Regions from separate parts of the Mus musculus genome. Here region 2 is linked to region 1. A link is a contact called in public HiChIP or PLAC-seq data. All regions are on one chromosome and are shown on one strand. Each heading gives the region's core, a stretch centred on a gene start, on an enhancer-like site or on the middle of the called end of the contact. The rest is flanking DNA. Distances are from core to core; before and after follow the strand shown.

Region 1 (5,638 bases), core at 2,317-4,816:
TAAGCAGTCTTCAGGCTCTTACACTGAGCCAAACTCAGAGACCAGAGAGAGTGGGGTGGGGAAGGCTCTTGCCTGCATAATGCCTGCCCAGAGGACCTAAACAAACCCCAAAACCCTTGCCCTCTGGTGGAAGTGAGTGCTTGAGGGACCAGTCCAGCAGGTACCCGCAAGTCCCTCCCCCACCCCATCCCACCCCACCCCCGCCTTGCTGAGGGATGTGGGTAGTTCTCTGAGCCTGAGAGAGGCTATGGACCCAACAAAGTGGAGGACAAGACACAGTGACAAGGCCAGATGAGAACACCTGATCACCCTTTGAAAGGGAGACAGGTGCTTTCTAGAACTGTCAGTTTAAGTATCCAGAACAAGCTAAGTGGACAAGGTAACAACAAGGCTCAAGAAAAAAGGAGGAGATGCATTTGGGGCCGCTGATAGCCCCTGCTAAATCTCTGGCACCATGAAGGTTATGAGAGTGGTAAGGTTGGCCTGAGTGGTGAGCCACCCACCCCTGTCCGAAAAACTTTCCCTGGGGAAAATTCCAGAGAAGGCCGGTCTTGGCATCTAGCCCTTCATCTTTAACCCCAGCACTTGGATGGCAGATAAGTAGATCTCAGTGGGTTCGGGACTTGTCTGGTCTACATAGCAAGTTCCAGGATAGTGAGAGCTATTTAAAAGAGAAAACCTGTCTCAAAAAGAAATAAAAAAAATAATAAGTATCTTGATACTAAAGAATCTTCAATTCAAAAATTATACTTAGTAAATCTCAAACTTAACAAGGATAAAACTATGAAATTTTATTTTTTTTATATAGAGTAGAGTTTATTCGGGGCATGGGAAAGGGAGTCAAGAGAGTAACAGAGGCAGAGAAAGGCAGAGAGAGGGAGAAAGTAAAGAAGTAGAAGCTGGCCACAGCCATGAGCATGGGGAGAGAGGGGAAAGGGAAGGGGGAAGAGAAGAGCCCAAGAGAGCGAGAGAGAAGCAAGCAGGAAGCAAGAGTAAGAACAACATTATAATCTTATACAAGTTACTAGTTTATTGTAAACTGTATTTAATCATTTGTAGATACACAAATAATTTGTCACCTTATAAATGATCCAGTTCTTTAATGTGCTCAGAATTATATTTGTGCTCACGCTAAGAATAGGTGTAATTCATTGAGAGACAAAGTTGCAGAGAGATCAATTTACATCTCCCTGTCATAGTCTTCTGTATATGCTGTCAAAGTGAAGCCTGAAGAAAGTAACTGAAAACAAGTAACCTCAAAGTTTGTTAAACATAAAATAATTTTCAAGGGGCTGGTGAGATGGCTCAGTGGGTAAGAGCACCTGACTGCTCTTCCGAAGGTCCGAAGTTCAAATCCCAGCAACCACATGGTGGCTCACAACCATCTGTAACAAGATCTGATGCCCTCTTCTGGAGTGTCTGAAGACAGCTACAGTGTACTTACATATAGTAAATAAATAAATCTTTTTAAAAAAATTTTCAAAATTGGATGTGTAAAAAACTGATTATGCAGGCTGGAGAAATAGCTCAGCAGTCAAGAGCTCTGATGGCTCTTTCAGAGGTCCTGAGTTCAATTCGCAGCAATCACATGGTGGCTTACAACCATCTGTAATGGGATAATGGGAACTGATGCCATTTTCTGGTGTGTCTGAAGAGAATGACAGCATAATCACGTACATTTAATTAATTAATTAATTAATTAATTAATTAATACTGTTAAAAAATCTGGTTATGCCAAATGGTGGCAGCACACACTTTTAATCTTAGCACATGGAAAGCAGAAGCAGGTAGATTTCTGAGTTTAGGCCAACCTGGTCTACAGAGCAAGTTCCACAACACCAGGGCTACATAGAGAAACTGTCTCTAAAGACAAAACAAAAATAAGGAAGCAAGCACACACACACACTCACATACAAACTGGTTATGAGAAATAGAATACTTGAGTAAACTAGATTAAATGTGCAATACACTTGCATGGCAGGATGTCTCCGGGTCCAAGTAGTTCCCTTGGATGGAGCACAGTCACACCGAAGTAAGTTGTGTGCTAGCCTCATTACAGGTTGCATGGGGACTGCAACCTGCTGCTTCTGCCTCTGGCTGTGTAGACCTGACTAGGAAAACACTCCTTATCTACATGGAAGATGAGTTCCTCCTGATGTCTCACTTGTCGGGGATGGATTCCCTTGCCCTATGGAAGATTTCAAAGTCTGCACCCACATCCTAAATGTCTCGAACAACAGAGATGCAGATAGCAATTACTTTTCACTCTGTGCCTCCCAAACTGGCAGACATATGAGGGTGCTATGAACAAGGGAACCTTGTACATAGCCTACCACCTGACTGGGTATGGGACCTGCATGTTAGTTCATTTGGCCACGCCATTTCTCATGGCATTCAATTCTTCCACTTAATAAAAGCAAATTCCAAGGTTCATACCTCAACTGTCCATGTTCAAAGGAAGCTTTCAGATAAGCTGCCTTCACATTCAACACCTTTGGAAAGCTCTTCTGCATACAATCTTATGAAAAATGACTTCAGTAGGACTCTAACTTAATGCTTTTATTGATTATTTGAAAATTTCACATGATGTATCCCAATCCCATTCACATCCCAGTCCCCCAAGTTGGCCCTCCCTTATACTCTCCCCCCCCCCCACACCAAAAAAGGAAAAATACCAAGTTTAATTCGTGTTGCCCATATACTTACTGAAGCGTTGTCAAACTCCCAGTGGCCAGCCTCTTAAAGATACCTGGTTCCTTCCTCACCCCGCCCCTGACAGAAGCCATCAGCTGTGTCAGGTCAGCATCCTTATCACAATTTTTAAAAGTTCTCTTCAGTGGCTTTTCTTTTTCTTTTTCTTTTTCTTTTCTTTCTTTCTTTTTCTTTTTCTTTTCTTTTCTTTTCCTTTTCTTCCTTCCTTCCTTCCTTCCTTCCTTCCTTCCTTCCTTCCTTCCTTCCTCCCTCCCTCCCTCCCTCCCTCCCTCCCTCCCTCTCTCTCTCTCTCTTTCTTTCTTTCTCTGTGGGCGATAAGGAAGAGGTTCTCACAGAAGCGTTCTATGTCTCTCATTCTCAGACTGAAATCATACATACCCTGGCCTTTATAGTCAGCAGCACGCCCTTAGGGCTTCAGCCTGGCAGTTTCTGGCTTCAGTATGGACCACAGTGTGGCACTCAGCAGCACGCATTTGGGACTTCCGCGGTTGCGGGCACTAGTTATAAAGTCCACCCAGATCCGCAGGAATCAAACCCGCCCTTAAAGTCTAGATCTGCCTGATGGCGCTCTGCGGGTTTCTCCTATGGCTGGCAGGCGTTCTAGCCCCCGCCACAGTCCTGAGCTGGTGACTGCGGTGTCCTGAGGGAATTGGCCTCTGCGGGGAGGAGCGGGTGGGTGGAGTGGGGCTCCACTGGGGAAGCCCCGCCCCTGCATCGCCAGCTGAACCTTCCGTCTCTTCTCCACCCGGGTCCCAAACCCTAAGCCCTGCTCCCCTCCTGGCCAGAGCACCGTCCTGGAGTCCTGGGAGGACGTCGGAGTTTCACCGCCCGCCATCCACAGGCTCACACTAGCTGTGGTATTCCCTCATCGCCGCCTCCGGACCCGCCTGGGCCTCAGGGAGCCCGGTATCATGGAACTCAGTTTAGTGAACCACAAGGAATTCCTGCCATTTGATAAAAATGCCCTGGCCCCAAGCCATGTGGCTAGAGCAGGAGGGGATGGAGTACCAAGAGCAAGAGACACAGAGAGCCAAGAATGAGGAGCAGATTTTCCAAGTGAACCCTGCTCTTAGCTACTACAACCAGCCCTTTATAGTAAGCAGCACGCATTTTGGACTTCTACAAGGCTTCTGGCTCAGCATGGACCACAGCATCTCAGTCTGTCCTAAGTTTTATCTTCTCCCCTAAAGATTTATTTATTTTATGTATATGAGTACATTGTACATTGTAGCTGTCTTCAGACCAGAAGAGGGCATCAGATTCCATTACGAATGGTTGTGAGCCATGTGGTTGCTGAGATTTGAACTCAGGACCATAGGAACAGTGGTCAGTGCTCTTAACCACTGAGCCATCTCTCCAGCCCCCGTGAGTTCACATTTTTAAAGCATCTTTCCAGGGATCGGCTCTTCTCTGATATTTCCAGGAAGACTTCAGGCTCTGCTGATTCCTCTGCTGCCTCCTCCGCCTGGGAGCCTCCATGGAACTCTCAGGCTCCTCAGAGCTACTCCTCAGGCTGCAGGCAGGAAAAGTTTGGGTGGACCTACTTGAAGCTCAGGATCTGAGCCCAAGTTAATTTGTCAAAGAGATGGTGGCTCCCTTTACAAAGCTCCTATGTGCTTGTTCCTTATGCAGGAGTCTGATGGAAACAACCTGCTACTTACAGTTTCCTTAACCCACTACTATCCAGATGTTGGCAGCACACACTTTTAATCTCAGCACTTGGAAAGCAGAAGCAGGTAGATTTCTGAGTTTAGGCCAACCTGGTCTACAGAGCAAGTTCCACAACACCCAGGGCTACATAGAGAAACTGTCTCTAAAAACAAAACAAAAATACCATGACTCTGGTACATGGTCCAGCCAGTTCTACAATTGCATTTGACCTTATGTTAACTTCATATTTAACCACTTATTGATTTGTATTAATCTTAATGTAAATTTTGTTCTTGTTAACTTTGTCTCTTAATGTTTCTGACACGGTTGTACAGTTATCACCACCTGACTCATGTTCTGTATCTTCACCATCTATTAGGTTATTTTGTGTCCCCATAGATGGACCCCCTACTGAGGTACACGAACTACTTCTTCTACATAGTGGGTTTTGTCATCTTGAAAGAGTTACAGCCTGCCTCAGTCCCTGACTGGAGATCTCTGAAAGGGAGCCATACACATCAAATAATAAAAACAATATAGAGAGCCATCAAGAAAGGCAGTCGCTCTAACACGGGAGGACCTGAGTTTGATCCCAGGGATCCACAGGTAAGAAGACGCAGGTCTCTTGAAATTTATTCTGAGGCTGTCACAGTACTTGGCGGAATACATGAACACACACACAAACACACACTCCCTACACACAAACATATCACCACTACCACCAGGACCATCACCAACACAAACAAACAAAGACACAAAGCACACCAGCTTTTGTTCCACATGTGACTTTTTTTTTTTGGGGGGGGGGGGGGGGTTTGAGACAGGATTTTTCTGTATTGCCCTGGCTGTCCTGGAACTCACTTTGTAGACCAGGCTGACCTCGAACTCAGAAATCCCCCTGCCTCTGTGTTGTGTCCGGCCAGCAGACCACAACCTGGGTTCTAGCCTGGAAAGGCATTTTGGAAACCTGGAAGAGAAGAGGGGCTAGGTGGCGAGAGAAAGAAATGTAGCCAAGACAGTTATTCTGATCAAAGCTCAAATTTTACTGTTGTGACACTCAGTTATGAAGGAAGGGGGAGGGGACCCGATTCCCGCCGAATAATCTCAGATCCAGTAGTAGGGTGAGCACGTGATGGCTTCAGAACAGCAAAGCAGCAGGTTTCAGCAGTGGGCGTGGCAGAGAGAATGAGCAGGAAGCTCCACCCCTGAGCAAGCAGGTTTCAGGCTGGGGGAGGGGAGACTACACCTCTGCCTCCCGAGTGCTGGGATTAAAGGC
Region 2 (5,597 bases), core at 1,329-3,828, about 20 Mb before region 1:
CCCACCTCCTTCAGGATCAAAGCCCAAGTCCTCCGGGCAGCCCAGGAGGCCCTCCTGGCCTTGCTTGCCCCTCCCTGCCTTCCTCCTTCCCGTGCTTCAGAATTCAGGCCGTCTTGCTGAATCACATCAGACTCTATCTTGCCCCACGGCCTTTGCAACCTCATCCCCACAGCGCAAGGTGGAAGGCACGTACTTCCTACCTCATCGGCCGTAGCTACAGGCATATGTAGCTGGTGCCGGCGAAGCCAGGCGGCCTTGTATTTGTCCAGCTTCTGGCCCTTGTACTTGACAGAGGCCCAGCCACAGCCAGATTTCTTGGCTGGGTTGACGAGCTTCTTGCAGTGTGTGGCCCAGGCGCTGGGTGAGTTGAAGACTTGTCCAGTTTCCTGCCACACGATCCTGCCATCCAGCTGCAGGTCCCCAGTAAACTTCCTGCCCTGCAGCGACAGAGGGGGCTGAAACACTTCAGTCCTAGTGATTCCTAACTCCTTTCTCCCTGAGGCTTGGCGTCCTTGTTCTTCTAAGGCTCCCAAGAGGTACTGTCACAGGAACTCCATCTTTCACACCAGTACTCCTGGCACTCCACACCCAGATGCACAACTTTAAAATTAAGTAATGGCAGCCAGAGCAGGCATAACGGCCCAGGCCTGTCAGCCCAACTACTGGGGAAGCTGAGGCAGGAAGCACACAACTTCAGAACCTGCTTGGAATACTTAATAAGACTGTTCTCAGAGGTAGAACTCCTGCCTAAAATTCCCAAGTGAGGGGTTGGTTGGGTGCAAGGTCAGGAATTGACCCCCTGCTTAGAATCCCGCAGTGAGGGGGCTGGGGGCATAGTCAGGGGTAAAGCTCCCTTCCATTCTTGGTATCACAAAGAGTTTTTTGGGCGATCATTTTAAATAACAGTACACAGTTTTGAAGCCATCATCTTCATAGAGAGCCTGGGAAGGAAGGCCTCATTTTACAGATGGGGAAGCCGCAATCACACAGATTGGTTGCCCGCGGACACACCCAGATGGCAGTGGTTATAGCTATGTGGCATTGTGATTAACACGGTTCCTCTGGGCTTCAGTTTCTCTTTATACGCTAGCAGTGGAGGACATGAACGGTCTCCGGGGGTCGCTCACCAGGTAGTAGATGGATAGCACCCCCTCACCGGGCTCCAGCAGCTCGTCTTTGAGCAGCACCCGAAGCGTGACCGCGCGCCTCGTGAGCGCGCCCCCTAGGGCCATCCCAGGCCCTGCCGTGCCGCCTCCGCTGCCACCGAGGCTGCCGCTGCGCCCTCCGCTACCCGTCCCGCGCTCGGGGTCCTCGGCCTCCGCGTCGTCCTCATCCTCCTCCGGCGCCTCCTCGGCCGTGGCCCCGGGAGACAGAGACTCGGGAGCTGCAGCGAAATAGCAACTGGCTGCAGAGGTCGCGTCCCGCTGCCCCGTCCCCGCCTGCGCGGACCATCCTACCTGCCATGGACGCTGTGTCCCGGCACAGCCTCCTCCGAGTGAACGGGCTCCTCCCCGCGCGGGGACACAGCAGTCTATTGGTTACTGAAAATGGGTGGGGAGGTTTGGCCCGCCGGGGGCGGAGGGGATACGGAGCGGTTGGGTTGTGCTTGCACTGGAGTTGGAGCGATCCGGTGCAATTTGGCGAAACTAAAGCTGGAGGTTGGGGGAGACCTGGAGAAGGAAACAGGCCCAGGACCTTCTCATTCAGGGACTAGAGATACCATACTCGAGGCCACCAGCTACTAGGTTGCAACTTTGATCCCTGAGCAGGAGTGGCTCAGCTTTCAGGAAAGAGATGGAAACCTTAGGTCTTGGGCCTGCCCACGCGCAGTTAAAGAAATGAGGGAAGACCTTGGGACACAAGGGAAACTGAAGCAGATGGTGAACTAGAGGGAAAAACAGACTCAGGACGCCGCCCCCCATCCCCTGCTCTCAGGGGGACTATACTCCCTTAGTGGGGCTGCATCCTGGAGCTCATGATTCCCTCAGCCTACAGCAGCGATGAAGGAAGCTGCTAGTGAGGCTAGTGCGCTAGCTAAAGGCAGAGCCCTTGATGGTTGGGAGCAGGGAAGAAACAGGTTTGTAAGAAATGTAGAGCCGCTTTAGGAAAGCAGCTGCGCGTTATAGCTGGATCGAAAGGTCTGAGCCTGGCCAGCTTTAGCCTTTCTAGGGTTAACTCAGCCCAATGGCAGTTCTCATCAGCCAATCACCAGGTGCCTCCAGCATCCAATCAGCGACAAGGGATGGTTCCCACTCAGCCAATCGGCGTTCACGTGTAATCAGCGAGCGGGAAGGGGCGGTGTTACTAGGCGCCCAAGGCCCTGGGCCTTTGTTCTCATCCTGATTTGTCCTTCATCACAGATTACCCCAACCCAGGGAGGTCTGAAAATCCGGGTGGCCTCAAACTGGGGAAAGAGGCAGGATGCTCTGGAAAGGTCTGAGTAATGAGAATCATTCTTTTTTTTTTTTAAGATTTGTTTATTTATTTATTATATGTAAGTACACTGTAGCTGTCCTCAGACACTCCAGAAGAGGGAGTCAGATCTCGTTATGGATGGTTGTGAGCCACCATGTGGTTGCTGGGATTTGAACTCCTGACCTTCGGAAGAACAGTCGGGTGCTCTTACCCACTGAGCCATCTCACCAGTCCGAGAACCACTCTTCCCTTAGCCCAGGCCACCAGACTTTGGGCTCCATAGTTTACCGCTTCCAAGTCCCGGCACAATATGCAGGTCTAACCATCTTGTAAACAGGCAAAGCCTTGAGAGAGGCTCCAAGTTCTGCTCACTGGACGTTTTCATCCTGTTTATCTTCCACCTCGATCCAAAAGGGACTTTTCTATGATGTAACTACTGCCACATCCTATCCTTGCGCTACAACAGTCCTTGGCTCCCGGCTAATTTTTCTTTTCCTTCCTTCCACTTGCAGTGATCCTCCTGCTCAGCCCCCTCCTGCTTACGTCATAGGCTTGCATCCCCACACCTAGCTCCCCTGTGGCCTTTGACACTTTGAAGCAACTACTGTGGCTTGACAATGTACAGAAACCTAAAGATAACATTGGTTGAAGATAAAGGAAGGTTGTGCCACTCACAGCCACTATCTGGGTCCCCATCTCCACCCTTTTACCTGTGTAAAGTCCAGGTGCCCTAGCTGGGAACTGAAGAAAATGAGTTCACAATCTGTTCTGCCTTTGCCTTTTGAAAATAGCATCTCGCAGGGCAGTGGTGGCCTGTGATCCTAGCACTTGGGAGGCAGAAGCCGGTGGATTTCTAAATTCAACGCCAGCCTGGTCTACAGAGTGAGTTCCAGGACAGCCAGGGCAATTCAGAGAAATCCTGTCTTGAACCTCCGCCACCCCCCACCCCCCCATCCCCAAAATAGCATCTCAGGCAGACCGCACTAGACTCAAGTTACTATGTAACTACGGCTGCTCCGGTCTCTTCCTCCCAAGTTCTGGGAAAACCCAAATGTACTACCACGCCTGGCCAAATTTACAATTACACACTGATCAATTGTACTGGAATTGACCTTAGAGCCTTGTCCTAGCCAGGAGCCAGGTACACTACCACCACAAGCCAGGCGCCCAGGCCCTCTCAAGACCGTTCTTAGTGGGGGGCCTGGGGGCGTGGTCAGGGCAGAACCTCAGCGCAGAATCACACTGGGAAGGGCTGTGTGTAACCGATAGAGCACTTACTCAGGTTGTGCAAAGGGCTTGAGTTGCTTCTACAGCGACAAGGGGAAAAAAAAAAAAAAAGTAGAAAGCTAAAGAAATAAACTGACTTGGTTTGCGGTTTGTTATAAAATTTCAAAGTACCAAAAGCAGTGAACGTCAGGCCTGCTGTCCCGCACCTGTCTGTCATTTCAGCACTTGAGAGGCTGAGGCAGTTAAAAATCAGCTTGGGGGGCTGGTGAGATGGCTCAGCGGTTAAGAGCACTGACTGTTCTTCCAGAGGTCCCGAGTTCAAATCCCAGCAACCACATGGTGGCTCACAACCATCTGTAATGAGATCTGAAGACAACTACAGTGTACTTACATATAATAGATAGATAAAATCTTTTTTAAAAAATCACTTGGGCTATGTATCGAGAGTCAAAAAACAAAAATCAAAACCACCACCACAGGGCTGGAGAGATGGCTCAATGGTTAAGAGCACTGGTTGCTCTTCCAAAGATCCCAAGTTCAATTCCCAGCAACCACATGGTGGCTCACAAGCATCTGTAATGGGATCCGACGCCCTCTTCTGGTGTGTCTGAGACAGTGAGTGTACACACACACACACACACACACACATAAATAAATAAATATTTTTTAAAAAACCCACTACCAAAACAAAAACCTAGACATGGTGGTGCACACCAGACATAGCAACACTCAGGAGACAGGAGGTTCAGATGTTCATTCTAAGCTACTTAACTGGAGGCCAGCAGGGCTACAGGAGACCATGTCTCAATGAAGCAAAAGAAAGAAAACTAAAATTAAATAACGGAAGTACTTAGATGTGAGTGTGATAAGGGCACTCTGGATACACAGGCTGGGAATGATATCAGTGTAGGGGTTGGTGATGTGTCCTAGTGGGAAAGGGCTCTTGGCACCAAACCTGATAACCTGAATTTAATCCCTGGGACCTACAAACTGTCCTCTGACCTCCACACCCATACACTCAGTAAATGTAACCAAAAAAATAAATTAATTGATCTATATATTGAGTGTGTTCAAACAGAAGAGTGCTGAGAAAGCCCCTCCCTCCCTCCCTCCCTCCCTCCCTCCCTGACTGACTGTAGGCTACTATTGTCATAGGTGTCAGCAAAGTGGGTTCCCGTGTCGTTCCCGTGTTTTTCCGCTCCCGAAAAAAAAAAAAAAAAAAAGAAAAAAGTGTATCAATGATACAGAGAAACTTACTGCTGCGGTCATTCCACCTGCCAAGCATTCCAGATCTTGCAATTATGCTTCTACTGTGATTTCCCTGGGTTGGTTTTTTGGCCGTGCTCCCTAACAGGTCTCTGTCTTTGCTTGGGACAGGAGCCCAGAACTACCGGGATTTCCGCAGGATCCAGCCCCCGCCCAGAACTGCTAGAGAGGGAGGTGACAGCTGACTGAGTTGAGGAAACTCCCCAGGAACCTGTTTATCCACTTCCTGGCCAGACTGAGGCTCCTACTGAAAGGACAGGGACCCAGGCTGGCCATGGCCACAGCCCTGAGTCCACCCCGGGGTCCCAAGCTCAAAGGTGCTCCACCTTCACACTACTACGAGAGCTTCCTAGAGAAAAAGGGACCCTGTGACCAGGTATGAAGAGCGAGCGGGGAGCTAGCAGTGTCGCTGTCCTGGGAAACTGCAAGAGCCTCTCTGAACCGAGGTCACCTCACAGACCATGGGCCTGGCAGGGGGTGGGTGTGTGTGACAGTGGGACAGCACCTAGTGGAGCGAGCATACGCCACTGGCTGTGGAAGGTTTGGCCATCTGTCTGTCCTCTAATTTCACCTTTGTCTGTCTATCTGTCTGCCTTCCTGTCTGTCCACCTTCCTGCCTGGCTGCCTGACTGCCTGACTATAGGTCTCTTGATCTATCTACCTAGCTGTTTCAATCTCTCTAACTTGGT

Evidence for each region. HiChIP or PLAC-seq counts read pairs in DNA pulled down with a chosen protein or histone mark.
Region 2: an H3K27ac HiChIP or PLAC-seq map of trophoblast stem cells shows a contact between it and region 1, with 12 times the contacts expected there. The contact joins the promoter of Stap2 here to the enhancer-like site in region 1. A contact is called at or near these places in 70 of 484 Hi-C or Micro-C datasets (B cells, the Ba/F3 cell line, the C2C12 cell line and 47 more), 4 of 115 datasets of contacts at active chromatin or transcription factors (embryonic stem cells, kidney and trophoblast stem cells) and 3 of 9 other capture datasets (adipose tissue, embryonic tail and liver).

The regions. Positions count from the first base shown.
Region 1 is chr17:36,235,404-36,241,041 of GRCm38.p6, reverse strand. No RefSeq gene overlaps it. Among named protein-coding and RNA genes, the nearest start is that of Rpp21, 20 kb to the left of the region's middle. Within about 2 kb of position 3,566, at least 65 of the 459 cell types and tissues checked have an H3K27ac peak or open chromatin away from gene starts, as enhancers often do. A contact at or near this core is called in the C2C12 cell line, CD8 T cells, differentiating embryonic stem cells and 5 more, where this site is marked.
Region 2 is chr17:56,005,117-56,010,713 of GRCm38.p6, reverse strand. Stap2 (signal transducing adaptor family member 2) reads left to right here and starts at 2,578. Exons shown (of 14, transcript NM_145934.3): 1 at 2,578-3,297; 2 at 5,020-5,284. The coding sequence starts at 5,183. It overlaps Mpnd (MPN domain containing), which reads right to left and starts at 1,513. Exons shown (of 13, transcript NM_026530.5): 1 at 1,458-1,513; 2 at 1,128-1,384; 3 at 201-437. The coding sequence starts at 1,464.